Linked DNA regions of Mus musculus: regions 1, 2, 3, 4, 5 and 6 are each linked to region 7. The links are chromatin contacts, called in public ChIA-PET, HiChIP or PLAC-seq and promoter capture Hi-C maps. All regions are on one chromosome and are shown on one strand. Each heading gives the region's core, a stretch centred on a gene start, on an enhancer-like site or on the middle of the called end of the contact. The rest is flanking DNA. Distances are from core to core; before and after follow the strand shown. Region 1 holds the start of Mturn (maturin, neural progenitor differentiation regulator homolog (Xenopus)). Region 2 overlaps Plekha8 (pleckstrin homology domain containing, family A (phosphoinositide binding specific) member 8). Region 3 has its middle 25 kb from the start of Mturn. Region 4 holds the start of Scrn1 (secernin 1). Region 5 has its middle 56 kb from the start of Mturn. Region 6 holds the start of Adcyap1r1 (adenylate cyclase activating polypeptide 1 receptor 1). Region 7 holds the start of Gars (glycyl-tRNA synthetase).

What was found. Promoter capture Hi-C pulls out the DNA fragments that hold promoters and counts their contacts. ChIA-PET counts read pairs in DNA pulled down with a chosen protein or histone mark. HiChIP or PLAC-seq counts read pairs in DNA pulled down with a chosen protein or histone mark.
Region 1: a contact with region 7 is called in a promoter capture Hi-C map of pre-B cells, with 8 times the contacts expected there. The contact joins the promoter of Mturn here to the promoter of Gars in region 7. A contact is called at or near these places in 19 of 39 promoter capture datasets (the 3T3-L1 cell line, 3T3-L1-derived adipocytes, the HPC-7 cell line and 12 more), 11 of 484 Hi-C or Micro-C datasets (CD4 T cells, CD8 T cells, Th1 cells and 7 more), 28 of 115 datasets of contacts at active chromatin or transcription factors (the SCID.adh cell line, T-cell acute lymphoblastic leukemia, Th17 cells and 21 more) and 4 of 9 other capture datasets (adipose tissue, embryonic stem cells, liver and 1 more).
Region 2: a contact with region 7 is called in an H3K27ac HiChIP or PLAC-seq map of VIP interneurons, with 5 times the contacts expected there. The contact joins the enhancer-like site here to the promoter of Gars in region 7. A contact is called at or near these places in 10 of 39 promoter capture datasets (the C10 cell line, cranial neural crest, embryonic stem cells and 7 more), 9 of 115 datasets of contacts at active chromatin or transcription factors (the SCID.adh cell line, T-cell acute lymphoblastic leukemia, VIP interneurons and 5 more) and 2 of 9 other capture datasets (adipose tissue and liver).
Region 3: an H3K27ac HiChIP or PLAC-seq map of T-cell acute lymphoblastic leukemia shows a contact between it and region 7, with 4 times the contacts expected there. The contact joins the enhancer-like site here to the promoter of Gars in region 7. A contact is called at or near these places in 1 of 39 promoter capture datasets (embryonic stem cells), 12 of 484 Hi-C or Micro-C datasets (CD4 T cells, Sertoli cells, Th1 cells and 6 more), 32 of 115 datasets of contacts at active chromatin or transcription factors (the 230-238 cell line, the SCID.adh cell line, T-cell acute lymphoblastic leukemia and 22 more) and 3 of 9 other capture datasets (adipose tissue, embryonic stem cells and liver).
Region 4: a promoter capture Hi-C map of hematopoietic stem and progenitor cells shows a contact between it and region 7. The contact joins the promoter of Scrn1 here to the promoter of Gars in region 7. A contact is called at or near these places in 13 of 39 promoter capture datasets (the HPC-7 cell line, cranial neural crest, embryonic stem cells and 8 more) and 8 of 115 datasets of contacts at active chromatin or transcription factors (the SCID.adh cell line, astrocytes, bone marrow-derived macrophages and 4 more).
Region 5: an RNA polymerase II ChIA-PET map of effector CD8 T cells shows a contact between it and region 7, with 58 read pairs. The contact joins the enhancer-like site here to the promoter of Gars in region 7. A contact is called at or near these places in 1 of 39 promoter capture datasets (cranial neural crest), 12 of 115 datasets of contacts at active chromatin or transcription factors (the 230-238 cell line, the SCID.adh cell line, bone marrow-derived macrophages and 7 more) and 3 of 9 other capture datasets (adipose tissue, liver and macrophages).
Region 6: a contact with region 7 is called in a promoter capture Hi-C map of hippocampal neurons, with 3 times the contacts expected there. The contact joins the promoter of Adcyap1r1 here to the promoter of Gars in region 7. A contact is called at or near these places in 5 of 39 promoter capture datasets (the 3T3-L1 cell line, hematopoietic stem and progenitor cells, hippocampal neurons and 2 more).

What each region holds. Positions count from the first base shown.
Region 1 is chr6:54,680,139-54,684,115 of GRCm38.p6, forward strand. It overlaps Mturn (maturin, neural progenitor differentiation regulator homolog (Xenopus)), which reads left to right and starts at 1,486. Exons shown (of 3, transcript NM_001289740.1): 1 at 1,486-1,793. The coding sequence starts at 1,632.
Region 2 is chr6:54,636,451-54,640,474 of GRCm38.p6, forward strand. All of the region lies in intron 13 of Plekha8 (pleckstrin homology domain containing, family A (phosphoinositide binding specific) member 8), which reads left to right. Among named protein-coding and RNA genes, the nearest start is that of Gm34249, 19 kb to the right of the region's middle. Within about 2 kb of position 2,716, at least 6 of the 459 cell types and tissues checked have an H3K27ac peak or open chromatin away from gene starts, as enhancers often do. A contact at or near this core is called in VIP interneurons, where this site is marked.
Region 3 is chr6:54,704,158-54,708,170 of GRCm38.p6, forward strand. No RefSeq gene overlaps it. Among named protein-coding and RNA genes, the nearest start is that of Mturn, 25 kb to the left of the region's middle. Within about 2 kb of position 1,629, at least 86 of the 459 cell types and tissues checked have an H3K27ac peak or open chromatin away from gene starts, as enhancers often do. A contact at or near this core is called in the SCID.adh cell line, Sertoli cells, T-cell acute lymphoblastic leukemia and 7 more, where this site is marked.
Region 4 is chr6:54,564,919-54,568,864 of GRCm38.p6, forward strand. It overlaps Scrn1 (secernin 1), which reads right to left and starts at 1,464. Exons shown (of 8, transcript NM_027268.2): 1 at 1,322-1,464.
Region 5 is chr6:54,735,489-54,739,146 of GRCm38.p6, forward strand. No RefSeq gene overlaps it. Among named protein-coding and RNA genes, the nearest start is that of Mturn, 56 kb to the left of the region's middle. Within about 2 kb of position 1,988, at least 94 of the 459 cell types and tissues checked have an H3K27ac peak or open chromatin away from gene starts, as enhancers often do. A contact at or near this core is called in the 230-238 cell line, the SCID.adh cell line, adipose tissue and 3 more, where this site is marked.
Region 6 is chr6:55,449,546-55,453,484 of GRCm38.p6, forward strand. It overlaps Adcyap1r1 (adenylate cyclase activating polypeptide 1 receptor 1), which reads left to right and starts at 2,433. Exons shown (of 17, transcript NM_007407.4): 1 at 2,433-2,823.
Region 7 is chr6:55,036,075-55,039,855 of GRCm38.p6, forward strand. It overlaps Gars (glycyl-tRNA synthetase), which reads left to right and starts at 1,927. Exons shown (of 17, transcript NM_180678.3): 1 at 1,927-2,159. The coding sequence starts at 1,968.

The sequences.
Region 1 (3,977 bases), core at 236-2,735, 360 kb before region 7:
TTTAACAGAATGTCAAGCTAATCAATACTGCTTCACACATCGGACACCAATGAGTACTGCTATAAGCCTAGGCATATAATCAAATTTCCTACATTTAAAAAACCCAGGGCTAGAGAGATGGCTCATTAGTTAAGGCATCTAGCTGTTCTCCCTAAGAACCTAGATTTGATGATACACACATGGTGGCTCACAAAGGCCTGTAACTCCAGTCCCAGGCTATCCAATACCCTCTTCTGGTCTCTGGACACCAGACACATACATGGTACACACCAATACATTTATGCAAAAACACTCATACAGATAAAAATGAGTAAATTGTAGAAAAACCCACTGGATTTCTATTCCTTTCACACACACACACACACACACACACACACACACACACACACACACACACTTTCTCAAACCCTAACTATAAGGTCATGAATATATACCCATTTTCACAGATGTGGAAACTGGGGTTCCCAGGACATATCCCAGTCACACTGTCAAGTGGGTTCTCTTAGCCTCAGAAGTCAGGGAGTAGAGGAAGAATCACTCCCACAGTCTAAAGACAAATGCAAAGACAAGCAAATAAACGTAAGGAAATTCTGCCACAGAAATGATCAAAACAGATGACTGTGGAATAACGTCTTCTGCCTGTAATAACAGGTGCACTAGCTGGGCTCCCCTTGGCTAGACTGCCAGCTTACTGAGGCGTTTAGACCCCAGCTCATTCATGTTTACACCCCAGCTAGCAAGGCTCCTGGTTCAGAAGGCGCAGTTTAAAAATAACCACGAATAAATGTTTATAGAATGAATGCTATTTAATGTGTCCCTTCCGGAAGCCAAGTGTTCAGACGAGGACTCTTCTACTCCCTGTAAACCAGTGTGTCTGCTGGGCACGCAGCAGCCAGAGCATTCAACAGGTGTAGTCAACGGGCAGGCTCCTTGCTTTCCAAGCAGGGTTGGGGTGTGGCTCGGTGGTAACATGCCTGAAAAGCACGACTCTGGGTTCAATTTTCCAGCAACTCAAAATACAAAACAAAACCTCAAACCCAACAAACAAAACAACAGTTGGCCATTTTAAGTCATATAATATAAATTCAAGCCAAATCAGTGAAGGTATTTGTAAGAAGCACGCAGCTTGATGTGCGTGTACACTTCCTTCCAAATCAGTCTAGAAAACACACTCTGGGTTCCTGGGAGGACCGAATTTTGGCTTCTGTAGAAAGCAAAGCTGTTTCCCCGGGTGCTCGCAGCACCTCTACAATCAGCCCTGGCAAGGACCAAGCAATCTGTACTTCTGGGTGCGTCCCTCGCGTTTATAGCGGATTCCAGAGAAAGCCTTCCAAACTGGCTCCAAACCAGGGGTCCGGAGCCAGCCCCGCCCCACCCCGCCGCCACCTGCAGAGACGGGCGCCCCGCCCACCCTGACGTCACCGGGCTCCGGGCGGCGCCGAGTAGGGCTCCGGGGATTGGCCAGAGTTCGTGACGTCACGAGCCGGGGCGGCCCCGGACTGGCGGGGCCCCGGGGTGCTTGGGTTCCTTTCAAGGCGGGCGGTGGGGGTGGGGGCGGGGCGGAGGCGGAGCGGGCGGTGTAAACAGACCCGGGAGCCGTGAGCCCCGGAGGAGGCGCGGGCGGCGCCGCCATGGACTTCCAGCAGCTGGCAGATGTCGCGGAGAAGTGGTGTTCCAGCACGCCCTTTGAGCTCATCGCCGCCGAGGAGACGGAGCGCAGGATGGACTTCTACGCCGACCCGGGCGTCTCCTTCTACGTACTGTGTCCGGACAACGGCTGCGGCGACAGCTTTGTGAGTGCACGGGACGGGCGCGCTCCGCTTTGCCCAAGCTCCTCCAGGGGGGCCGGGTGGGGCGGATAGCGGTGGCAGGGTGCCAGGGTGCCAGGGAGCGGAGGTGTGGCAACCTACCGGACCATCGCGCACCGGGCGCGTGGCTAAGAGCATCCCATGGGAGCCTCTATGGGGCACCCACCGGGCGGGGCTCATAGTCCCTGCGGCAGGATCCGAGGTCGGGTCCCCGAGAGGTGTCAGTCCCCCTCGGGGTCTCAGACACAACTCTGCAGCCGCTCCTCCCAACAGGGCCCCCTCTCCAGCCTGCGAGTCTCTCAAACGGACACAAAGCCTCTGTCCACACCCGCAGTGATAGATCTTTTGGACCCTCTTTGCGGAATTACGCCCTGGAGCTTAAAAATGCACGCGCGTGCACACGCGCGCGTTCGCGGGGGCACGCCTATCCCGGGTCTCCTGCTTCCCTAGCTCCTCAATGAGCTGCCAGCAAGTGTTTGTAGCCCATTCGGGTTCTAGCCTGCCATGAGGCTACTGTGTCCTCGCCGAGGCCTTTCGGCTTTTCCAGAGGAAAACCCCACACACCCAGGTCCAGAGGGACCAGAACCAGGAACTACAGCGACCATACCTTTGGCCAGCATCCCTCCCACTAGGTATTCTGGTGCTGACAGTTTAGGAAGGAGATACTGAGAGCACGCGGTTGTGATGGGAGGTGTGTAGGCAGGGCAGGGATGGCGCTTCGTGGAGTGTTTGTAAGCACTGTAAATAATAGTCCCCAAATGTAAGATGGAGGCAGCTGGGGATGAGGGTAATCGTGTGGTCGATGGCCTGAGGCTGGAGGCGCTGCTGCAGCAGAGGAAGATGGGGTGGTGCATGGTGCATCGACCGCTTGGCTCATCAGGTGAAATGACAAAGCTGGACATATCCCCCCACCCCGCTGGGTCCGTACACCTCATCCATCCATGGGAAGTTCAACCTAGGATCCCTGAGACCCGGACAGGACAGGTGCACATCTGCCCAATAAAATATGATCCTGGTTTTGGGTGGCAGCTAGATTTAGGTTCTGTTCACTTGTCTTCCCTTGAGTTGCCTACCCACAAAATTAGCTTCCTAATACCAGTTCTCTGGCAATCTTTGAAGTAGACCTAGCAGTTTGATGCACAGCAAGTGTCCTGCAAATTTAAAGTTCAGAGACCTAGTGTTCCCCCCTATCTTTGTATAAACTCTTACCTGGAACTAAGAATGTAGCTTAGTTAGAACACTTGTGTAGTGTGTGTAAAATCTGTTAAGCATTGAAGGAATTTGAATTAAGTAGCATCTCTGCTATTTGGAAATTTTGTTAACAGTAAGACTATTATATAGCATCTTTCAGTTTACAAACTTTAAGATTGTTTAAATAGTTACAAACACTGATGAAGGCTTGGTCTCTCCTTGGTCAGAGGTATCTATCTGACGGATGGCACTGTGCCTCTAAGCACAGGTAGTTGGCTCTAAAGGAATATAGCAGTACTTAGCCCCTATTCTGTTCGGCCATCCCCAGGTGCACACTTCTGTCTGTGTTCTTGGGGACATCACTCTCTTCCAGGCTTAAACAACTATGTCCTCCTGTTACCTGACTTCAAGTGGCAGCCTGTTGTCACTGGATGCCAAGCAGGGCTGCTTGGGAGTACCCCTGGCTTGTGGTGCTCATATCTGGGAGCCTGTGTTAGTGTAATCGCTGTAAATGTCACTGCCGTCTGCAAGACAGATTCCAGCCCCAATTCTAAAAACCTCCTAACTCTCTCTCTCTTCCCCACTCGGTGTCCAGATCATCAGAGTTCCGCCAGCATCGTGAGGCAAGCATATGCAGGGCCCTGTTCCTCCGTGCCTGTGAGGGCACTTAGGGGTGATCCCTCACATGGCTTGTCTCTTCCTGTACCCAGGCAAGACCCCAGGATCTTGTCTTCTGGTGCTGGAGATCTGAATTCAGGTCTTCATGCTTGTATACAGCAAGCACTTGACCCACCGAGCCATCTGCTCAACCTTGAAAGATGCCTTCTTACTGGGCCTCGCAAGAATTCTATGAGGTAGATGTTGTACTCATTTTAGAGGCGAGAAAACTGAGGCTTGATGTGTAAGAGACTCTGATAGCCCAGATCTCTGTCGCCTCACTGAAAATTGGCTCACAGTAGCTTCAGAGGCTCAAGAACA
Region 2 (4,024 bases), core at 1,466-3,965, 400 kb before region 7:
GTAGTAATCTCTTCTTAAACAGTTATTGTAACAATGAGGATATTAGACATTTGTATGCGTGTGTTTGCCTGGTACCTAGCATCTCCTCCTTCCTGGCATTTGCTTTACCTTCTTAGCTTTTAAAAATACATTTTATTAACTCTTTCAAATACTGACCTAGTTTATATATTACTTTAAATATATAGTTCTATTTATACATGTTTATCTTTATATACCCACATGTTTATGGTATGTATGTAAATTCATATTTTTACATTTAGTTTATAGTATAATTATGTAGTCTTTGTCACTAGATTCTGTGATGACTTTTGTTGCTATTTGTAGATCAAGCCCTCAGCCTCAGTTGCCAGACGAGCCCCATTGCTCTAGTCCCAGTTAAGACCATTTCACTATCATGAGAGTCTGAGATAAAATACTATTATTAGTGGTTGCATAATGCATCCCACAGATTGCTTCATCCTCTGTAAGAAGTGCAAGCCACCTGTAAGTTTGTTCTTAGCTGTGGCACAACATCTGTTCACATACATTATTTTACTGAAATTCTTATTCCCTAAAATAGACTGCTGAAGGAATTGCCTATCAAACACCACACATTGCATTTACAGGTTACAGTTTGGAGTATTTATCACACACTACACATTCTGAGAGACATGAAGTTATTGCTCTACTAACACTGAGAGTACTCTTATTTTCCCTGTTAAGAACAGAGACCTGAGACACAGAGAGATAACCCATCTTTGGTCATGGATGGTGTTGGACAGTATCTAGTGTTTGATGCTTATGGTATTTAAGGAACCTGTGATTTCAGGCATTTTGCCTCAGTTCACAGTTACTCCCCAAGACATCCGTACTTTGGAAGGCTTATTCTAATGTGCCAACTAGCCAATCTCAGTGGCTCAGAGAAAACATCTTTCCGTCCCTGGAATTTGACTCATTTGCCAGCCAAGTAGTGAACTTTTATTCTCAAACACATCCCATCTGAACAAATGCCAGTCAAGGTCCTGCCACCAGCTTGTTGATACCCAGCTGTTGCTTGACCTTCCTGCTCTCTGTCAGCCAGGTTGGAGAGTTGAGCTCACCATTGGCCTTGCCTCTCTTTTCCTAGAGTGCAGCCTGCCTTATTTTCATTTTTTCTCTCTTTCCTTTATACTTACACTATCTTCTGTATGTTTATTAGGTGTCAGGCTTTGGGCAAAACACTTATACGATCTTCATCTTTAAAATAAAAAAAATATTTATCTGCCTTCTATGCTTGAGGAAGGTGAGGTTCTAAGAACCTAAGCACTTTGCTTAAAGTCTTCAAATGAGTATGTGAAAAATCTGAGATGCAAAGATACAAGCCACTCTTCCTTCACAAATGAGGATGGATTCTCAAAGGCTTTCAACGTATAGGGGGACAGTGAAGGTTCTCTGCTGTCTCAGGAGAGCCAGCCTAGCGATACTTGGAAGAGAAGTTTTGAGAGCTTTTAAACCAGACTAGCCAGACTGCAGTGGAGATGAGGACGGATCCTAGGAAGTCTCCTACCCAGAGAGATGGTTGGGAAGCACAGAGTGAGCCTAGCTTTCATCCTGGCCCCCACGTTCCTGAGACTTAAAATGCTCATACAAGAATAAAGATAGAAACTGTACATGGTTCTTCATATTATGATTAAAATGTCAGTATAGAAGCAAAAAAGAAACATTATCTGTGTATTAGTTACTTGTTGCTTCAACAAAATACCTGATAAAATCAGTTTAAGGAAGGAAAACTTATCTGGGCCCCCAGGATCCATCATGACAGAACCAGGCAGCAGGGGCTTGAACAGCTGCCCACATTGCATCCCCACTCAGAAGCAGAGTGATGGAGTCTGCTGCTTTCTCCTTTCATTCAGACTGAGTCCCCCATCCATACAGTAGTGCAAGTCATGGTGACCACGTGTCTCTCACCCAAGTTTGAGACACACTCACAGATGAGCCCTTAAGGTTGTCCCCTTAGAGATTCTAGATCCTAACAGGTTAACAGTATCACCATCATAAGTCTACCCTTTTCACCATAGGCTCCTGGCCATCTTATCATGCAAAATGCATTTGGTCCAACTTCAAAAGTCCTCAATTTGTTGTCTTTAACAGTTCCAAAACTGTTCAAAAGTGTAAGTTCAGAGTCTCTTCTGAGACTCAGAAAATCTCTTTAACTTTGAAACTCTGTAAAATAAAAAATCAAATTACATACTTTCAACCAAAAAATAGGTCACAGAGTAAAAATCACAATTCAGAAGAGAAGAGTTGGGACATAACAAGGGACTGTCAGACCAATGTCAGACCAAAGCCCAGTAGGAGAACACCGGAGTCTGCGGCTGCACATGGAGCATCTAGAGTTCCTGAGGGAGTCATTGCATTCTGGCGTGCTTGGGCAGCACCCATTGCTGCAGCTCTGCTGCCTAAAGCACACGGAGCCTGTCTCTGGAGCCACCTCGAAGCCATACCTCCAACTTGCCGCAGATACCTCGCGCTCCTGCCGTCTCTAATATCCTGAGTTCTCTGTTGCAACTTGGCTTTGCATTTGCAGCTTTGTGCCTTTATGCTGCAGTCTCTCAGGGCATCCTAGCAAGGAATCCAGGCTCACATAGCTTGGCTCAGAGGCCATCTGGAATCTCAGTCAAGACTCCATGACTCCCTCACTCTTGTGTCTGTCAGGACTGTAAAGCCAGTAACACATGGACAGTGTTTCTGACTTCTGTTGTCAGCAACAAGATGTAGCCTGGCCTCCCAGTACCCAATTGCATGGGCCTCTGTGTGCCTCACAGGCTGACCCTGGGGGAACACTTCCCTAGGTGGTAGTTATTCACCAGGGAACTTCTTTAGTAATAGTCTCAATTCAGGCTCTCCTTTTAAATGAATTTGTACTTATACAATATAGAGCTTTTGTTGGGTATGATATTCCCTTGGGCACCTTTCCTGTTGTCTCAGGTTTCTTTTTAATGGTGTTAATCTCTATAATATTCTAATTGCTTTCTCAGTACTAGCCTTCTCTACAACTCTGAATTTTTTTCTCCATGACAAATAGCACATGTCTGTTCCCTTTTGTTCTCTGACTGAAGAGCTGGATCAGAGCTTGCTACAGCCTGGATGCTATTCTAAGGGAGATTTCTCCTGCCAATGAAATTAGCCCATTGCCTTTGAATTAAGCCTCGGCACTAGCAGAATGCAGCCAGATGGTTTTCCAGAATACAATGTGAATGGCCTCTAGTCCAGTTCCCAGTAGAGTTGGTTTGCCTCTGGAACTGCATTACCTGGACCTCCACTGCACACATTTCACTTGGTATTCTAATCTTCCTAACACCCACTAGAACAATCCACTTAGCTCTGCTTATAACATCCTAAGGCTTTTCTAGCCTGAAGTTTCAAACTCTTCTGGAAACCAGTTCTAAAGATCCAATACACAAGAGGTCAGTTTCATCAAGTAACAATGCCTTCCTGGAATGAGTTTTCCGTATTCATTACTTTTATCGCTGCTACAGTAAAATAGCCAACAGCAGCAATTTTAAAAGTAGGGTTTATTTTGGCTTAGATATTGAGGGTGCAGTCCATCTTACCAGCTGGAGCTTGAGACAGCTGCTCACATTGCCCCATAGAGATGAAGTTTGCTGCTGGGCTGTTTTCTTCTTTTTCATCAGTCTAGGCCTCCAGACCGTGGAATAATGCCATCCACATGTATGGATGTTCCTCCTATCCCAATCAGCCAATCAGAAACTCTCTCACAGGCATGCCAAGAAGTTTATCTTCTAAGTCTAGATCCTGTCAGGTCATCATTATTACCATTACTTGTTCTCTTCCTTGTTATAAAACACATAAGGGGTTAGAGAAAATATTATCCATGTTGAGAAATAATAGAAGACATGAAGACACATGAAATGTTGTTTGCAAGTGAGATATGATTAGAGGTACTGGAAAGCTAGACAGGCGCATGCCAACAGACAGGTGTACATACGGACTGACCAAGGATTCAAGGAGAAAGAGTCCGAATCCTAACTATGAGAAGGGAGCT
Region 3 (4,013 bases), core at 379-2,878, 330 kb before region 7:
ATTCACTAGACAAAGGCATGTCAGAAGGAGCCCTGAAAGCTGACAGCCAAGTCTCATTCTTTATTTAAAGATCCAGTCTCTCGCTTCCAGTGAGGGGGTCTCTAAACTCGAAAACGGCTTAGCAGCCCCAGCTTGAGGCTGTGGTGTTTAATGTCATTGGAGGTCCTTGGTCTTGACCGAAGATTCCAAGTCCAGAGGAAAGCTGTGTGTGCACATTCTAAGGTCCTCTGGTCAAAAACTGGCTCCAGAAGGGCCATGGAGACAGATTTTTATCATGAGAAAATTCCTGTTTCTATGACTTGATCACACAGGCTCGGCCTTACTCATCTCTCCTCTCTCCGCCCTTAATCTCTGAAATCATCTGGCAGGAGGAAGGTTCTGGCCTAGACAGGTCCCTCCTTGACAGTCTGTATGGCGCTACTCACCACCGCCCCCTCCCCCAGCTTCCCACCATCCTTTTGATTTCTCATGGGTAAGAGTAAGCGTGGGGACCTCATTTCTGATTTCCCTTGGGGGAGGAGCATCAGTAGAACACCTGCACAGCCCTGCTGTAGAGGAGGGAGTGCCACAAGGTCCCATAAAGCAGTGATGGTGACCCGCCGGCCATGCTTTCCCAGGATCCCCTTTCCAGGGAAGATCCACAGCTGTGTATTAGCTCAAACGCTTGGAGGTGTCCTCCTGCCTTGCCGAATACCCCTTCTCTTTATAGTAAATCACAGGATTCAAACTGCAGCAAAGATGGTAGGACGGGGTTCCTAGCGTAATAAACACTCTTGTTTCCATTGTGAAGTCAGCCAGGTGTGGTGGGTACCTCAATATCCTCAGGGCTTGCTGAGCACACATGGGTGGATTCACAACATGAGGGAAAAACAACCCACACCCCAGTATTTGGAGACTCCAAGGCTGGGTATCTAGCCCAGAGTCCTGCTGAGTTAGTCGACCAAGTATTCCTTTGTTTGTCAGGATTAGCCGTCTGGTAGCTTGGAAGCAGGGTTGAAATGCTCCTGGAACCAGCTGATACTTTTCCTTTTGATACCCTAAGAGGCACAAAGCCCCTCCGAGTCTCTAAAGCACCTTGCCCCTTTTTTGGAATGGAAAACAGTGCCGTTTTAAAAATAAAAAATAAAAATAAAAATAAAAATAAAATGGGCAAGCTATGATTAGCAGCCAAAGAAGAAGTGTGAAAAGAACCTAGCATTTTGTTTTCTAGGGAAACAGCCCCAAAGTGGATGTAGATGCCAAAGTGATGTGGGTCCTCCGGGATGTCTTTTAATTGGAAGCCTCTAGAGGTCAGCACAGTATAAACAAAGGACTTCCTAAAGCAGAGGCCACACACCCTCCTAACTGGTACAGCCCCAGGGAGCAACCAGCCAGGGTGGGGCAGAAAGGCAGTTGGCACCCAGAGCACAAGAGACGAAAATGTGATTCTTCAGTGCAGCCTGCTAATCTCTGACTCCAGTTATTTTCTGCCCTGTCTTTCTGATCTATCTCTGCGCTCCCTCGACCGTGTATCAAACGGTCTGCCGATTGACAGCTGAAACAACAGCTGGCTTACATCTTGTACTGGGCAGACTCAGCTCAGGACACTTTCTGCTGCTGGTCAGCCTGTGGGATTTGCTACTGTGCCTACACTGCCGCTGTCCATGGGCTTGGAGGAGAACCTAAGACAGGTTGTGTAGAGCCTGCGGGCGAGACAGATGAGGAAGGATCAGATGGGCGTGGCTGACTAAACTGCTGGACACCAGGACTCCAAGCATAAGGTGCAGAGCTTCAGGCAGGGATGCCTCAGGTTTCACAGGACATGTCTCCAGTCCTAAAAGGAAGTGGGCGTCTGGAGTCCCCCGGAAGCTTCCACAGGAATGTTTTCTCCCCTTTTCTGTTGTCTGGTCTGTTTAGGTTTTCCTTGTTCCTGCCTCCCAAGGAAACATAACCTACACCACAGTCAAACGTCATTGAATATGGCTCTTTGGCAGGGACTGGAATACACCCAGGACACAAACATGGAGAAAGGATAGTGACAGAAACATGAAAATATTCCCCAGACTCCCCAGTAAAACATTTTAACACTTTGTAGCTTAGTAACTTGACTTGACTGATTAGATTTCAAGACAATGGCTTTTTGATCCTAATGAGTGTAGACTGCATGGTGTAGTTCCTAGTTCCAGAATAGCCTGGTGACTTTCCAGTCCTTGTTCTCATGAATTAAACAGTGCTAAGTGAGTAGACTCTAGCTGTATGCGCCTATTACACACTAAACCATTTTTGTTTCTGTTTAAAAAAAAAAATACAGGGTCTCACATAGCTCAGCCTGGCTTTCAGCTAGCCTTGTAGCCAAAGGCCTTGGACACTTAAGTCTCCACAGCTTGCCCAATGCTGGGATTGTTACATCCTAAGTTTCTTTTAATTTCGTTCCTTTTCTCAATAGTTTTTGGGTAGGGATGTGTGTGTGTGTGTGTGTGTCTGTCTGTCTGTCTGTCTGTCTGTCTACTGTCTTTTTCAAGATGACGAAACAGAGGCATCGAGCAATTAAGCAATTTTCACAACATCACACAGATCTAAGTGCATAAGGACTGACTTTCAGATCCAGGCCACCTGGCCCTGAGGCTCTGAAGCTCTGAAGCTCTGCCCACTACTCCACTCTCCCCAGTAAGGTGGGTTCTGCCTTCATTCTAAGCATGACTGGATGAGGGGGTGGGAATGGGACAGTGTCCTTTTCATCAGCTCTGCAGGGCCTGAGCACCGGATGGAATGTTGACAATGTTTCATCCTTGCCCTGCCCTTGACCAGAGATTAGGTCTGCTGCTGGACAACATGAAAATAAAGTTTCCAATCTTCAGGCCCTGGCACAGACTAGCAAGCAGCTAGAAGAAAGGGCTTTGAAGAGAATGCTTAGGCCTGGTCAAGGCTAAGGAAACAGCCTGCTTGCCTTCCCTCTGTCCTCCTCATGGCCCTTCACTGGGACATGCAGGTGCTTATTGCCTTTCTTCCTGATGGAGAGCCTTCCCTCCAACTCCCCTGAACATTTGTGCAGCAGAGATCCAACCCCTCAGCCAAAGTACAGAAGCAGGGAGACAAGGCTGCCCTCCAACCTGGGTCAGGTTCCGTGGAGTTCAACACTCACTTGTCAGCCTTCACAGTGTGCCCAGACTTAGCCAGGTGTAGTCCAGCAAGACCTGGCACCTTGCTTCCCCAGTGACAGGAATGCACATTTGTCATTTTAAGCCTTGTGCATCGGCAGTGGGAAGGACCCCATTTCAAACCACATTCTTTTCACCTTTGAGCTGGCTGCATGCAAGGTTCATTTCTACAGATGCCCAGAAAGATGGTTGGGGCTCTGCTTATCTTTCTAATAGGGCCTGGGGATTCCTGGTAAATGACGATGGAGAATGTGCCAAGCCCCCAGCAATGCTTGTCTGGCTCCTGAAACGGTGGCACAGAGAGAGTGGAACTGAGAAGGTGTGCCTAATAAAGCGCCATGGTGACAGGAACATTCTAAGCACCATAAAGCGGGCCAGGTTTTCTGAGCGAACTGTACCACAAAGTTGCAAAGAAAGGTTTCTTTTCTGAGTCTGACTCTTAATTCCCACAGAAATTTGGTCTTTTACATCTTGGCTTCCTCTACTCAGAAAGGTTAAGGAGACACTTGACAGGGATTATAACAGATCCTAAAAACAGAAGCATGTGCTAGGAATGGTTTACAGGACATGCCTTTAAAACCTGACTGCTTAGGAGGCTGAGGCAGGAGGATCACAGTCCAGGCCACACTGGGCTCTGTAATAAGTAATGAGTTCAGAACCAACTTGGACAACTTAGTGAAACCCTAAGTCAAAGAAACTATATAGATGTAGATGTAGATATAGATGATATAGATATAGTTCATCCCCAGCTGGTTGATTATTATTTAAGAGATTGTGAAAGCATGAAGACCTGGCCTCTGCCTGTACAGATCTCAGCATTGTGGTTACTTACTGCACTCAGAATACACATAGGAGACACTCCCAGCTGAGCATGAT
Region 4 (3,946 bases), core at 214-2,713, 470 kb before region 7:
GGTGTTTACATGATACGCCCATCCTTTATAAAGCCACTCGTAAGGTACAAAAGTATGTAAGCTGTGCACAGTTGTATTCTGCACAGTTGACTTTAAATGGGTCTAAAGAAAATCAGACCAAATTAGAGTTTCAGTTAGGCTTTTGACAAGTTAGGGAAACCAGCTGTAGCTCCCTAAACTTCCCACTTGCTCCCCAAGGCACTGCAACTTCACTCAGCTTTAACCAGCTCCAAGTACACTCCCTGCCTATACACAGCAGAGCCTTTTCCTCCTGCTGTTTCTCTCAGCAGCTCAAGCCCGGGGCAGCTGCAGTTGGCTGTGGTCTGCTAGGGTTCCGCCTGGCCTGATTTTTCATGCTGCCATTTTGAATTAGCATAGGTTTACTCAGCAAGTGATGAGGATTTAGGCAGGCGTGAAGCACAGTAAACACACACACACACACACACACACACACACACACACACACAAAACCAGGAAGAAGCACTTAACAAGCTACAATTACACAGAAATACACCTCTATTTAACAGAACCCTACCAGGTCAACTTGGGAGACAGAAAATAGTAAGTTGCCTTAAACGCAAATGGGTGTGATCACATTTTTATTCCTAAATTCCAACCGATTTTCTAAAATTCAGGCGCTCCTTTCATCCTCCTGCAGACCTCACTGTGGTCGCTAAATAATTAGCAATTATTTAGCAATTCTGCCTGGACAAAAAACAAAAAGCAAGACGATAGGGGTAAACTGAGGTGGAGTGATAGCAAGGGTCGAGACACCTGCCATGACCCCACCCGGATTCCAGTGTGCAGGGGTGAGGCCTGGAGCGAAGCAATGTCTGGTGCCAGCTCACTGGCCCTTGGGGATAACCACAGATACCGGGACTCCGCCCGGCGACCAAGGGTAGCGGCCTAGTCAGGCGCCACGGATGCATTACTCGGGAAGGAGCCAGGCTCTCTCTGCTAGCCGCAAGACGGAGCCGCAGGAGCCGCCAGGGGAAGCTCAGGGGCCCGGGGAAGCTCAGAGACACTTCCCGCGCCCTTGCAACTCGGCGCCCAGAAAAAGCAGCACCCGGTTATAAACTGAAAGGGAGGTGCGGGAAGGATGCGGGATGGAGAGCAGGAGCAGATTCTGACCAGGCTGCAGTAGCTTCGTCCCGAAGTCCCTGATCTCAAGTCGGGCCAGACCGAGGCCACCTAACCTCCGATCTCCCCTTCCCTGGTCCACACTCGCGAGGCGTTAGAATTGTAATGGGAAATGTGGTGACCTCCCAGCGGAAGAGCAGCTGCCAGCGCCCCGGCGCTCCCCGCGTAGCCTGAGGCTCACCTGCCAAGCAGCCGGCTCCAGCCGGGTCCAACGGTGCTGATGCTGCGACTGCGGAGTTGGGGGCGCTGCGGCGGCTAGGTTACAGCCTCTGCATCCGTAGCGCAGAAGACCGCCGGCGCTCCGGTTTCCCAGACTCCAGGCTCTCCAGCCCCCGGCTAACAGCTGGTTTGGTCACGCGACCGCAGACCCACCCTCCGCCTCCCGGTGCTCTGGGCCCCAGGACTCGTTGTGTTTGACAGCTGAGGCCTCAGAGCCCGCCCCGCCTGGGAGGGGAGGGCACCAGGAGCCCCCAAGAACAGCAGAGGGGGCGGGACTCAACAGAAAGTGGTTCCTTTCTTTCTAGATTTTTATTTCTTGGTTGAAACTCTCTCGAAGGGAGGAACCAGAGCTTTAAGGAGCCAGGTCCTGCTTTCTCCTGGCAACATTTTACTGTGTGGTTGCTAGTCTGAGCCTTGGTGCCTGGCGAGAATTCCCTGCAGAGATATGCATTCTTCATTTGGTTGATTCAATGTGTCAAAGTCCTTCCCTAATGTTAACCGATTGTGATCGTGCTCATAAACCAGACGATGCAGCATATTCACACTCTGTGGACCAAGGTCATGCAGCAAGTAACAAAGGCAAGATTCCACACCAGGGTTAATAAACTTTTGACAGGGAAAGAGGTGATGCCCACCTCAAGGCTTTTGATAACAACGCCTCAGGGGCTGAGACCCGATCTACCTCGATAAGAAAAGGCTGTAAGAGTCCACTGGGAAGAGAGTAGCAGCAGCGGGCAGCAGCAGATTCACATGTATTTTCCAGTTATCAGATGAACACAAATCAAAGTTTTATAGTCTCTATGGTGTGTGTGTTTGTGTGTGTGTGTGTGTGTGTGTGTGTGTGTGTGTGTGTGTGTATGACAATATCTCTCAAGATAAGAACATATGTAGCCTTTCACCTGATTCCACTTTTGGACTTTTGGAATTCATCTTATAGAAGAAAGGACACGGGTGTGAAATGAGCAGGAGGATTCTGGGGGGGCCATATTATTTGTGTCAGCAACGACTAGAACCAAACCTCACAGTGGTGGTACACACAATTAGGGAGGCTGACAAGGCTACATAGTAACACCTTGTCTCAAAAACTAAAAGATTGAATGAAATTCAGCCTATAAATACCATGGAATTCCATCCAGCATATTTTAAAGATTTAAAGATGAGATCATTGTCTGTGTACTAATTCAAGACTTCCAACTTATACCAAGTAAAAGGCTAAAGTGGGGATAGGTTAGGTGCAGAACAGTGTGTGTGTGTGTGTGTGTGTGTGTGTGTGTGTGTGCGCGTGTGTGTGTGTGAAAATATATACACTTCCTTTTGCAAATGCTTAGACTACTTTTGGAAAGATCCATAAGAAACTGTAACAGGAGATTCCAAAGGGAAGAGAGCTGATGACTGGCCACCAGGTAAGGAGACTTTCCCATGTCCTCTTAAATCAGTGTGTGCTTGTAGCTTGTCAGGTGAGGAAGCAGACAGTGGGAGAAGGATGAGGGAATGTGGCAGGAACCATCAATAGATTCTACAGAAAAGACCATTGGTTCACAGACTTAGAACACAAAGGTGCTTTGTTTATTTACTGCAAACAATAAACTGTGTAGCCTAATGCATGTGGCTAATAACTTTCAAAACTCCTAAAGAGCTTGACCTGGGGCCTCCCTGGTAACTTCTGACGTCAGTCTCCAGAGCTGGGACCAGGAAACTTGAGTTCTGCCAGATTTTCAGGTTTCCCTTGTGCATTGATGTTTGACAGCCGCTGTTCTGAAGTCTCTGTTATCTCCCGGGTCTCCACACAAGCTTATTCCACCGTGGTGTAGCACTTATTAAGCACCAATAAGACATTTTTATTCTTGGCTTTGTACAGGACAGACTCTGCTTCCATTCAAGTCACACAAAGAGAAATAAGGGAACAGAACAGTCCAACAGATTTAAAAAAAAAATCTAGAATTATCAGTTAGGGCTTTAATCACTGGCCTCTATCAGCCATGTGGAGTCTAGCTGTGTGTAAATTACAAGGCCTCTGTGAGCTAGCCCACAAGGAAAAAAATCTTTTAAATGACATACAATTGTTACATCGTCAATTACAGTCTGTCTGGCATGCTCGGAGCTGGTAAAGACCAGTGCGCTGTATGTCTGCTTTACTCCACTGAAGGAGGCACAGGGTTGTTCTGTTTTGTTTTTGTTTTTGTTTTTGTTTTCTTTTCCAGAATCAAAAAAGGGAAAGTAGGAGTACAGTGGTGACTCTGACCTTCACATACTGTCACGAGGGACGCACATAACCCCTCCCTCTCCTCAGAGAAAACACTATAGGTGCACTTCTATTTTTTTTTTATTGATAACCAGTACGATTAAAATAAAATTATTTGGGAACATGCAAAATATACAATCCTAACGACATCATAACTGGTCCTGCATATGACTTCTCTTCCCCAGTATAAATCTGAGGGTAACAAATAAATGAAGAAACATTGTCATAAATTAGGAACTCAACTTGATGGAAAATTTCTCCAAAATCATCTATCTATTAAACTTAACACCAGTAGAGATTTTAAAAGCAGAAACTGACAAGCGGATTCTAAAATTTATTGGGATG
Region 5 (3,658 bases), core at 738-3,237, 300 kb before region 7:
AATGGAGACCATGTCATGTGCAAAACCAAATATCGGCACTATCTGCCACTTACAGAATATGTTAAAGAACACGGTCCTTCCATTTCTCAGGATCTGGCCCAAGATACTAGGCAGCTACTATTGTGACCAGCACCCCTTATGTCTTTGAGCTCTAGATTTCTATATATGGACATGCTGTATGTCCTAATGTGATAGAACTCTGTCTCCTGGACTGGCATGGCCATTGCTGTCATGCACATGAAACCCTTATAAGATTGGTTCCATAACATCCCCTCCGAGAAGGGGGCATCATCAGACCCTCACTGAGATTTTAGCCATTCTTGCTTTCCAGCCTCCAGCTGCACATGATCCTGCTCCAGCTGCTAAGGACCTTGTTGGGTGGGCTGTTAAATTATGTAGGAGATAGAAGGTTAACTGAGATGAGACTCCCATAATGTAGCTCTATTGAACTGGCTCCCATGCTTAGGGAGGGTTTTTGGTCCAGCTGCTTAGCTCTCCATGTCCCTGTAGGTTACCTCAGTAAACTCACTGATTCATCTAGCTGGCCCTGGATAGAATTGTTTGTTTGCTTCGTTGGTGCTGTATCTGCAGAAAAGAGATTTTTGCACATCTCCCCAGGGAAAGTCCTGTAATACCTAGAGACAAAAGGGATGGCCTGGAGACACCAGGGGGGCTTGGGACTTCAGCCACTGCTCACTTAGGCAGGCACGGTTCTCGGGGTGGAAGGAAGATCTGAACAGCAAAAGAACTCAGAAAACAGGAAGTGACAAGCTTTGTCATATCTTTCTTAAGTAGCAGAGATGCAGATCCTCAAACAACAGTGTCGGTCCCGTGGAGGAGGAGGAGGAGGCTTCACTTCTCCTTCGCGTTTCAGTTCCTGGTGTTGGGTCTGGGGTGGTCACAGATTGACACGGAATTTACATAGATGCAAGTGACAACTGGGAAACTTCTGCAATGCTAACTCAAAACATTTTCCTGCAACTCTTAACATAACGATGCCACGTTTCTTGACTTAGCAATTAGATGGACATGAAATGCTAGAGTTTTTTTTTTTCTAAAATAATTTCATTTGTATAATTTTCACTCGAACATTCCACAAACATGGATTATAGCATATATTGACCTTTAAAGGTAAGTTTTGAATTCTTAGAAGAAAAATATACATGTGAAAATGTGAAAGATTATAATTTGGGGATTTTTGAACATTTATTTTCATTTCTATAAATGGATGAAAATATATTCAAAATGTATATATATTAGATAGAACTATATCAAGATTGTAAGTATTTGAGCATTACTGTCAATAAAACAAATCCTGTTTGCTCACTTGTGAGGGTAAGGATGTGTGTGTGTGTGTGTGTGTGTGTATGTATGTGTGTGTGTGTATCCTTTAATAATAACAGAAATATCTTTTTTGAATGTAGGCAACAGATGGGAAAGAGGCAGAATAGACTCATTAATAGAATCATTAGTATGGCCACAGTCTATCTCCTACCATTCCCTAACTACTGAACTACTGATAAGGACTCATTAATGGGAATTATATTATTCCACTCTTAGGAACCAGTTTCTTAGAAGAAGATGAAAGAAGCAGGGAGCAGGATGGGGGTGGGGTGGGTCTTCCTCCTATTAAGGGCTGCCCAACCCGATTAGTGCTGCCTTCCAGGTGGCCCTCAGGTTGCCAGTGCAGTTCCTAGAAACCTGTCTATGGCTCTTTTCCCAGTAGGAGAAAGAAGAGCTGCTAGGCTGGCCTGGGAATAAGGCAGCCTTTGTCACCTTTGTCCCCTGGACTACTGCTTCTCCTGGGTTCCATTAACAAACCATCATGGGCACTAAAGACATTCATAAACCCACCCGAGAAACTGATGGGGGCTGGCACAAAGCCTTTGCAGTTACCCACACAGAGGGCTTAGCCTGGGCTATGGCACACCCACATGAACACTTCCTGGGCTTGAAGGAAATGATGAATTTGTTAGCTCATTCATGCATGTGGCAAAACATATACTGCATGCCTATTGTGTGCCAAGCATTGTAGTAGGTACAGGGAAACAGCTGTTACAGTGACCAGTGTGTCCCGTTTGTTCTGAGCTCCTCATGACTTCCTTAGGATTTTATGATAGCTATGTTCATTATTCATAATGCATTCCTTTGCATCTCGATCATGTTTATACTAATGAGGTGACTTGGGGTGAGATCCCTAGATAGACTTAAGATTCGGTCTAGTGACTAAAGAGACCTTGGAAGTTTCAGTGCCACCCACCAAAGCTTCCATCAGCATAGAGAAGGTCAGAGCTGAAGACTGAGAGCTATAGAGATCTCAACAAGGAAGTGACTGGCAAATGCACCCTAACCACACGGGCAAAGCTTTCATACCTGATGAGACCTTGTAGAATTGTGCTTGTGTGACTCATCCACTCCTTGTGTCACTCCTTAGTGTCTTCTATGCTAACCACACAACGGAAGTTAAGTTTCTCTAAGCCCTGTGAGGTGTTCTAGGAGAAGTGGCTGATGGGAACCTCTGATTTTATACCCTGTCAGTGAGACTATGGATGCCCTGGCTTGTGATTGTCAGTTCAAGAGGGGGTACTTGTGGAATTTCAACTCAGCAGAGCTACACACTCTCTCACTTTCTGGCTAGTATTAGAATCAAAGTGAATTGCATGATAGTTTGGATGTTGGAGAACTGGGTGGTGTCACAAAACAGGACTTTCTCCATTCTCACTTCAATAATGGTACAGCAGGAGAGAAGATGGATCATGAGACATAATCACATTAGGGTGATGTGTTCAACGAGGGGAAGGATGGAGCTCCCTGGAAGCCTGTAGCAGGAAGAATTTATCCTAACTTTTGAGGAAGAAAAAGTGACCCTAAGGAAGGTTACATGGGAGTTATCTGAGAGAGAGAGAGAGAGAGAGAGAGAGAGAGAGAGAGAGAGAGAGAGAGAGAGTTAGAGTTCCAGGGAAAAAAATAAGCAGGACCTGGAGGGAGGGTCGGCAGGAGCCAAAGCAGGCATGAATGTGAAGGCTACTCGTGTTCGGTGAGGGGGAAAAGCAAGAACCCTCACTTCAGAAAGCCTTGAGCTGCCTTGTGGAGTTTCCTCTTCAGACACCACTGAGCATCAGTAACCTACTCAGCCTCATGAAGCAGCTTCTAGACACTCCAAAGGAGCTGTGATGTCAGACATAAGTCCTGAAGGAGAGTGCCATTGGCCCATGAGGAGAAACACAGTGGAGGCATGCTTCCTGCTCTTTGTCAGCTCTTTATGAGGACAGCCTTATAACAGTTGATTTCATCTACTGATGGCATCCTGGCTCTAAGGATGGGCATGTGAGCTGACACAGACGTGGTGATTGATTCAGAAATGGACATAGGACTTGAGCTGAGCCATTAAAATCTTCCCTTGGGGCTTCTGGCGGAACTAAAGAGGAAGGCAAACTACTGAGAAAGTAAGTAAAGAAGATGGTAAGACTAGACTGAGTACCAACCTCCAAGAAGGAAGCTGCCCTCAGAGTGCCACCACCCCCACCCCCACCCACTACCCTCCATCTCTACCCCTGCTCCCTCAGTCCTTCGTGGAGCAAACTTGAGGTTCGTTTTCCTCGGTGTTTCAGAAGGTCCCTGGTTGCCCCGCTGGCCACAAATCAGTGATTCTCATCCT
Region 6 (3,939 bases), core at 1,183-3,682, 410 kb after region 7:
CTGCCCAGCTGGCTGGCTTGTGGAGAGGGATGAGGTAGTGAGCACCTCAGGGTAGGAACCATGAGTTTCCTCATTCTCCAATTCTGGGAGGGAAGGCACCTCAAGAGGGCTCTGGGAACCTTTCGTTCCTACCCCAATGCTTTCCAGAGCCAGGCAGCGAGGGTGGGGACGGTAAGCTGCGAAGCATGGAGAGTCAAGGTTAGAATTTGAAGTTGGCTTTTTGGGTGAGTGACCATAGAGATAATGGGAAATCTTGGCTCTGTTCTTGGTTTGGGGCACCAGAATTGGTGTAGTTCTTATTCATAGGAACACATTTGTTAGGAGAGCCAGAGACAAATCCCCGAGTCAGGCACATGACAAAGAAGCCCATGCTGGGCCTACAGAATGATGGAGGGCATAACTCACAACACATTCATCTGCTGGGGTCTGGTAAGTCATCTTTGTGCTCCTGTGAGGTGAATCAACTAGGAAAAAGCATCGCTCTTGGATGACTTCAGGCATACCTGGCTCTTAGGTTGGGTACAAGTAGTAAGTCTGACTGTCCTCTACCTGGAGTCTGCCAGGGACTCACCTTCAGGCCATAGGCTGTGAAGCAAAGGGAAGACATGTGGGTTTACATGAATGTCTCATTTCTTTCTGCACAGCTGGTTGCCTGGATAGAGGAAGACACCCACCATGACTGTCTTTCTCATATTCCATGATGTGCACCTGCTAACACACAACAGAAAGCAGGGCTCTGGTTCCCAGACACAGACATGAAGAACCAGCAGTATGTAATGAGCCAGGAACTGGATGCACAAACTCAAAGCGTCAGGATTCCCGTAGTGGAGTGATCTGATCTACTGTGGGTAAGTGATTGCATCTCCCCCTCCCTGGCAGCCCCTAGTGCCAATGTCCCATGTTTCATGTTCCACTTCCTATGTGGAGGCTATCAACAGCCCTGCCTCCCCTTGAATGTCTCGCAGTTTGCAGAGTACTTTCACAGGTGACATCTCATTTGATCCGTCCTACATCAAGGCTGGAGGCCAAGTAGAGAAGCTGACCTCCAGTTTGGGAAAACAGACCAGAGAGAGATGCAGTGCGTTCTAGAGCTGCTCCTGATTGACTGCTGACTTCTGCCCAGCGTCTAGCTGTACTCTCCCTAGAGGGGGTCCTGACCACTCTTAAGAGAGAAGACATATTCTCCACTGCTCTTCCTTTGGAACATGGCCTGAAAGAACACAAGCGAGTGCCAGCTGTCTACGAGGTGACCAGTGCTTCCTGGACTAAGTGGGGAATCATAAACTTGCTGTCTGTATATAGGACACTCCATACATCTTTCTGGAGCATCAGGTTGCTTCCTATTCTTAGCCTTTCTGTTTTCATTGTGAAGTCGGATGTAAAATGATCATGTAGGTCTTACCAGTTAGGGTTCTGTGTGGCTCCCATTCATGGGTCTTCTCCATCTCCTTGTCCTTTTGTTTTCAGCTAGACTGACCTTGCTAACAAAAGGCTCAAGTTCTTTCTCCTTCCCTCTTCTTCCTTGAAGGTTCTTCAGAAGGACACACATCAAGGGTGGCTCAGAACTTGCCTGAACAGGCAATGACAGAAGCCAGTTGAGACTAAGTGATGGGGATACAAAGAACTCAGGATGCTGTGACTGGACACAGTTATGCCAAACTGGAGGTGGCAGGATATTGGCACTGTGACCTTATTTGACTGAGTTCTGCTCATTAAGCTCCTGCTTATCAAATTGTACCAGAAGAAGGGTGAGTACACCATATCACCAACAACAATAGTAATTTGTTTAGCATCAGTGAATATATGAGCCTAGTACAAGTTTGCTACTGGCACACAGACTGTTCCTACACAATGTTGTTCTTCTCATGAGCCCAGAAATAGAAACGATGTGGTGCAGGTGAAGAAGTGGAGGCTCAGAAACATCAGGCCGCACACCCAAACTCCCAGAGCTGGCAGGGCAGTCTCATTTATTTTTAACAGACTTCCCGTAAGCACCTCTACTCCTTTTCTGGCTATAGAGGTGTTCTCTGGGGTGTCACATTCGAGGACATCTAGATAGGCACCTGCAATTCATCCCTTCTAGACCCCTGACTGTGAGCAGAGGAGGGCCCAAAGAGGGCCAGGGACTTGCTCAGGTGGCAGGTTGCCAGAGGAGGCTTGGAACACAGAGAAGAGAGGGAGAGGGCTTTCTCTAGTGGATGTTTTGCTGTTGGACAGAAAGGTGGTGAGCCCTGAGGAAGGCACAACTCAGCCCGGAAGCTCTGCGACAGAACTGGGAAAGGGGGGCTGTTACCTCCGCCTCCGCGCCCTGGGTCCCTGCTGCAGCTCTGGCTTGTGTCAGCGCGGTGGTCCTCATCCAGCTCCCCATCTCTGCCCCCGGCCTAACCCCGCCCCCCGGGCTCTCATTGGCCTGCACCCCACCCCCCGCCTGCGAGGTCTGCCGGGGAGGCGGTGGTCTATCGCCTCCCTCGGCCCCGGGCCTGGCTGCGCAGCAGAGGCGGCGCCTCTCCCGCAGGACAGAGCCGGTCGAGTGGCACAGGGTGGGCTAAAGGAGACGAGGGACGCCTCGCTCCGATTCCCGACTGCGACTGGCTGCGACTTTGGAGCAGCGCGGTCCCTTGTGCAGTACGCACACACCGCGGCGCAGGGACACACAGACTTGGCTGCTCGCGGCCACACGCACCGAGAGACCAGGCTCGGCGCGCGCTCCGCGGCGCACACGCTCCAGCCAGTGCGGCTCTGGGCGCGGATTCGCGGGTTGCGCGTCCTCCTGCACCTTCAGCCCCTGCGCCCAGCAGTCCCGACCAGCCCCGAGGCCATCAGGTAAGGACCACTCCTGGCCTGTCCTTCTGCTCCGCACTCGCCCAGCGCCAGACCCTTTTCCAGCGGGGCCCTTGGACCCCTCCTTCAGCCCAGAGGTCTCCAGGAGCCGCGTGCTCTGCCAAACCCAAAGCCAGCGAGGGCCAACGCGGGGCACAGAGTCGGAGCCCATCCTCTCCCGCCGCCGCGGGCTGCCTACGCTTCTCTCTGCTCCATCCAAGTGTCGGACCGTGGCTTGGAGCACATTATTGTAGACCATTCAGTGAGTATCGGCCTAGCTGTCTCAGCCTTTTCTGGTGCCAGAAAGAGGCATTCAGGGGCACGAATGACACTACGGCCAGAGATCCCCCAGAGCTCGATCTCCCTGTCTCCAGGTCGGACCAAAGCGCCTACGTGGATTTGGAAAGAAATGCTGGAGGGTCTCTTGGGAACTCGGTTCTACAGTCTGCAGGGCGTTTGAGGGATGAGCTGCGGAGATAAGATAGGGATCAATTTAGTTTGTGCCCCCAATAGAGATAAGCTTTAGCATTGTTTTTAAAAGGATAGCCCTACGGCTATAGGACTATCCTAAGGATAGTCTTTCCCCGGGGCTCGGGGAGAGGTTGACCAAGAGACGCTTGGGGGTTGGTGGTCTAACAAGGAAACGCCCTGCAGGGCCTGTGGGGGAAAATCGCTGTGGGAGTGGGGTTGCTGTAGTGGGCCCCTCCGAGACCCCTGATGTTTGTTTTAAAGGCCCAGGCTCTGCAGTAGCTAGCTGACTACTGGGAGCAGGATCATATTGTCAGCAAGAGCAAGGGACCAGGCACCAGTTCGTGGAACTAGATCTTCAGGAGCAAACACGCAGGAAGGGGATGGCGATGGCATTTCCCTCGCTGCTAGGGAGTGGAGCTTCAGTTCTAGGAACCCAGAGCCTTCTGGACCACCTTGGCATGAGAGGGGGTCTGGCTAATTCCTCAGTCCATTTCAGGGCTGCTGTGACTACTTTTCTTTACTTCAGGCTGTATGTCCCATAATTCCCTCATGGCCTAAAGAGAGAGAAATAGGCATCTGTTTGGATTTTTTTTTCCCTGTGGCAGCTCAGGTGCATTCCTGTGAGGGTATGTAGGAATTTAGAGCCCA
Region 7 (3,781 bases), core at 677-3,176:
TCCTTATCTCAGTCTCGAGTGGGTTTGGGTGTTAATCTTAGATGTTTACACTTTAGCTAGGACTGGCTAAAATTCCAAACTTCCAGCCAACAGTATTGGGAACCGAGATCCTTGGAAGTGGCAGCCAAAGCAATAAAGAGTATCTGGGACTAAGACTTTCACCACCAATTCCAAACCAGAGAGAAGAAATGAAGCACCCAGCTACTTACACCAAATTTACTCACTGAGTAAACCGTCTCCCAAGCCTAGGAAGCATTCTCCATTGCTAAGGGAAATTTGCAGGTCAGCAGCAATGGGCCAATTCCCTGGGACAAGGGGTCTGGTCTGTGCCTGGATTAGTCCATGGGTTCCCCACACTGCAAGCTGCTAAACCATGGGTAAAGGTCTGTCTGGACTTGTTCCTGGCTTGCTCAAACAGGCCCATATCATGCCAGTCACTGGGAAAATATGCATGAGACTGCCAAGCATGTAGCCATGAGAACGAATTTCGGACCTGACTCCTGGAGACTGGGGTTTGGAGTTATTTGTAGATAAAGAAGCAGGGTGGCCTGAGGTGTCAGAAAAGTGACTATAGGTGAAGACTAAGGACGCATCAGCGATCTTTGTCAGGACCCCTTCACTGGATCTATGTTTCTAAACAATGGTGGCAATAGCATGTTCTGAGTGTGAAATTTTAAGCCTCCAGATTTCAAAAGGTCACCCTTGGATATCTGTGCAGGCTGCAGGAAAGGGCCAGGAACTTAAACTGGTTTACACCTTCAAGTTCCTGAAAAACACCAAGATTGCCACAGCACCCCAGGTGTTATATCCAGTAAAGCTAATAAAAATACGCGTGATCCCTAAAATTGGCAGTAAAAGCAACTTGGAAGCAAATGAAGAGCGTCACAAACCTCCTCTTGCTTAACTTTTGTCTTGGGGATACTGGGTAAACTAGTAACTACCTTGTGTCTGGTTCTTCACCCTAAAAAACAGCATCAAAGATTTCTGGGAGTTGAGAACGTGTGGTCTCTCACTGCATGGAGTTGGGTTCTCTGAAAGAGGGCCTTGAGCCAGGTTCATTGCCCTCTAGACTGTCCACTGTGTAAAAAACCAGCTAACCAATCACAACAATAGCACAAGGATAATGATGGTCTTCTTGATATTTGTGAAACTGGAAGGTGGTATCTCCCGGTTGGGCCCATCATCTGGCTGACTGGCTGTGAGGTGTCCACAAGTTTGGGAGCATCCAACCTATATAACTTCTGCAAGAGCTTTGAGGCTAGAGTTCCCCTGACTGCTCCATGAGGTGGTTATCCAAGTAAAATCACTTTTCCTTTGCCTCTACACCTTGTCTTTCAAATTAACTGGCATGCCCTGAGAAGAACAGCAACTCTGATTCCTATAAATAGTCCGAGGAACATTGGGTCTTGAGCAATATTTTTGTTTTTGCTGTTGTTGTTTGTTTGTTTCTTAAAGACAGAGGCTCACTGTGTATTTTAGGCTGGTCTTGAACTCACGATCCTCCTACCTCGTCTTCCCAAGTGCTGGGATTACGGATGTGCATCACCATGACCCACTAGAGTTATAGTAACTCTAGGTTCCGATTTTATGTGACTTTATATACTCTTCTAAACAATGGGCTGAGGAAGAAGCAGAAGTATGGGTGTTCCAGTGGGGCGATTCGAGCGTCTGGGACAACAGAGAAGCCCACGATCTAAAGGTGCTCGGGCATCTAGGTTAGGACTGCACTCTCAGAAGCCATGTCCTTCTGTGCATTTGTCTGGAGCGTCCTCTTCACACATTTTTGAGCAAGTTGGTGCCCTTCCGGGTTCTCTGCCGAATCTGCGGTTGCAGACGCGGCGGCTGCGCGCGCCTGCGGGAAGTGCGGCTGCGCGCGCCTGCGGCCTGGCTGCGCTATTTCATCATGCACCGGGCGGGCCGCGCGCCGCTTCCGTAGCCGCCCTGCGCACCGCCTAGGCGGCGTGCTCATGCCCTGTCTGCTCCCCTCGCTGCTCAGAGCCACCCGCGCCGCGCTGCCGCTCCTGTCGCCGCCCCGAGTGGTCGCAGCGTCCGCGTCTCAGCGGCTCCTCAGCGCTCCCGCGCAGCCCGCCGCCTCCCGGAGCAGCATGGACAGCGCGGAGGAGCTGCTGGCCCCACTGCGGCTAGCCGTGCGCCAGCAGGTACCGACCCTCGCCCGCAGCCGCGCGCCGCACCCCGCTCCTGTCCGTCCTTCCCCTGTCCCCGCGCTGCGTCGGCATCCGTGATCCTTGGGCCTCGTGCCCTCTCTGCGTACCCCGAATCCAGCCGTAGGCTTCGCCTCCCTCTTTGAGCGCCCCGATGGCTCGGCTCAGCGGCAAGCTGATGCTGCGCGCTTCTTTTCTTTAGTCTTGGGGATGCTTTGGGAAGCGTTCCCTTCTCTTTATCTTCCTTGCTTCAGTGTTTAGCCTGAGGACTGGCTCACGGTCGAAACGTGGCTATGGGGAGGTGTCGACCCCCCACCCCCCTCCAATACTGATGCGAATTCATGATCCCTCTCCTGTCATCTTTCTGCCTTCTGAAGAGAGTGTCTGGAACCAGCGAGCTTTCGGATCAAGCTGGAAATTGTAGATGGACTGACCGAGCCACTCAGTGAAGTCATCCATTCTTAGGGTGGAACACCTGAAAATGTCATTTTGCGGAAGGGAAGGGAGGTTTCTTAGCTGGAGAATCTGGGGATTTAATGCAGATCTCCTTTTTTTACTGTAGCACTGAGTGGTGGTGATCAGACTTAAGAGGGAAAGGAGAAAAGTATTTGGAATGATACCCACACCCAGTGAGAGCCAGAGCTTACAGTAGGGCCCGGCATCCATGACCTACTAGCTGTAAACACCGGTCGGGTTGCGCCTGCTCTGGCGCCTGATGCAATCGTTTGTCTAGCTAAGGAGGGTGGAATCCTGTCTTAAGGATAATTCATTGGAGCTGAGGTGCTGCAGCTTCGAGGAATTCTGCCACTTTGCTCCAGTTTGAGCCCGACTCAGTTAATAGGCTTTCATTTTGATTTTCACTATGGGCTTTATTTTTTCTTTTTTTAATTGTATGTTCTGTACATTCAGTCTCCATCCACCTTCCACTCCCCACATAAATGTATGTGTGACTCCTTTGTTGTTTTGTTGTGACCTAACTCCTTCCTTTGGAACAATACATCTAATTTTGGGGGAAAAAAAAAAGCACACACTGCAAACCCCTCCCTCTGCCACGTTAGCCTGGAACTGCAGTACATAGTATTCCTCTGTAGTAAGACTGAATGTAGTTAACTTCAGGACGCATTGATCATGGAGAGCCTTCCTGTACAGCTTGTGTGACCTTCATGTCCTTTGTTGTTGGTTTTGACTTGTTTTTTTGGTTTTATGTGTTTGTTTGATAGGGTTTTTGGTTTTTTTTTTTTTTTAACTTTGGGATATTTTCCCAATAGTTGAATTAATTTATTTAAGTTAGTTTGGACTTTTTTCTTTTCTACTTTTCCAGAAGTACATATACACTGATTAGTTGCGTGGAAAATTTGAGTCATACTGAGTCCAGTGTCACTGGAAAGAGTTTGAAGATCATCTAGTTAAACGGTTTTCCTCTTGGACATGTATGGAAAAATGGAGTGCAGTCCATGTCACACGTTTTCATTGTAAAGCCTGGGCAGTTGAAGACTTACTGAGGTGTCGTTTGGAGGTGTTAAAGGATCGCTCTTAACAGTGGCGTGCATTTTGAAGGGGGGTGTTACCAGAAATAGTTGTGCCCCAAAGTAAAATTCAAACTGGTTTCTCTTAAGTCT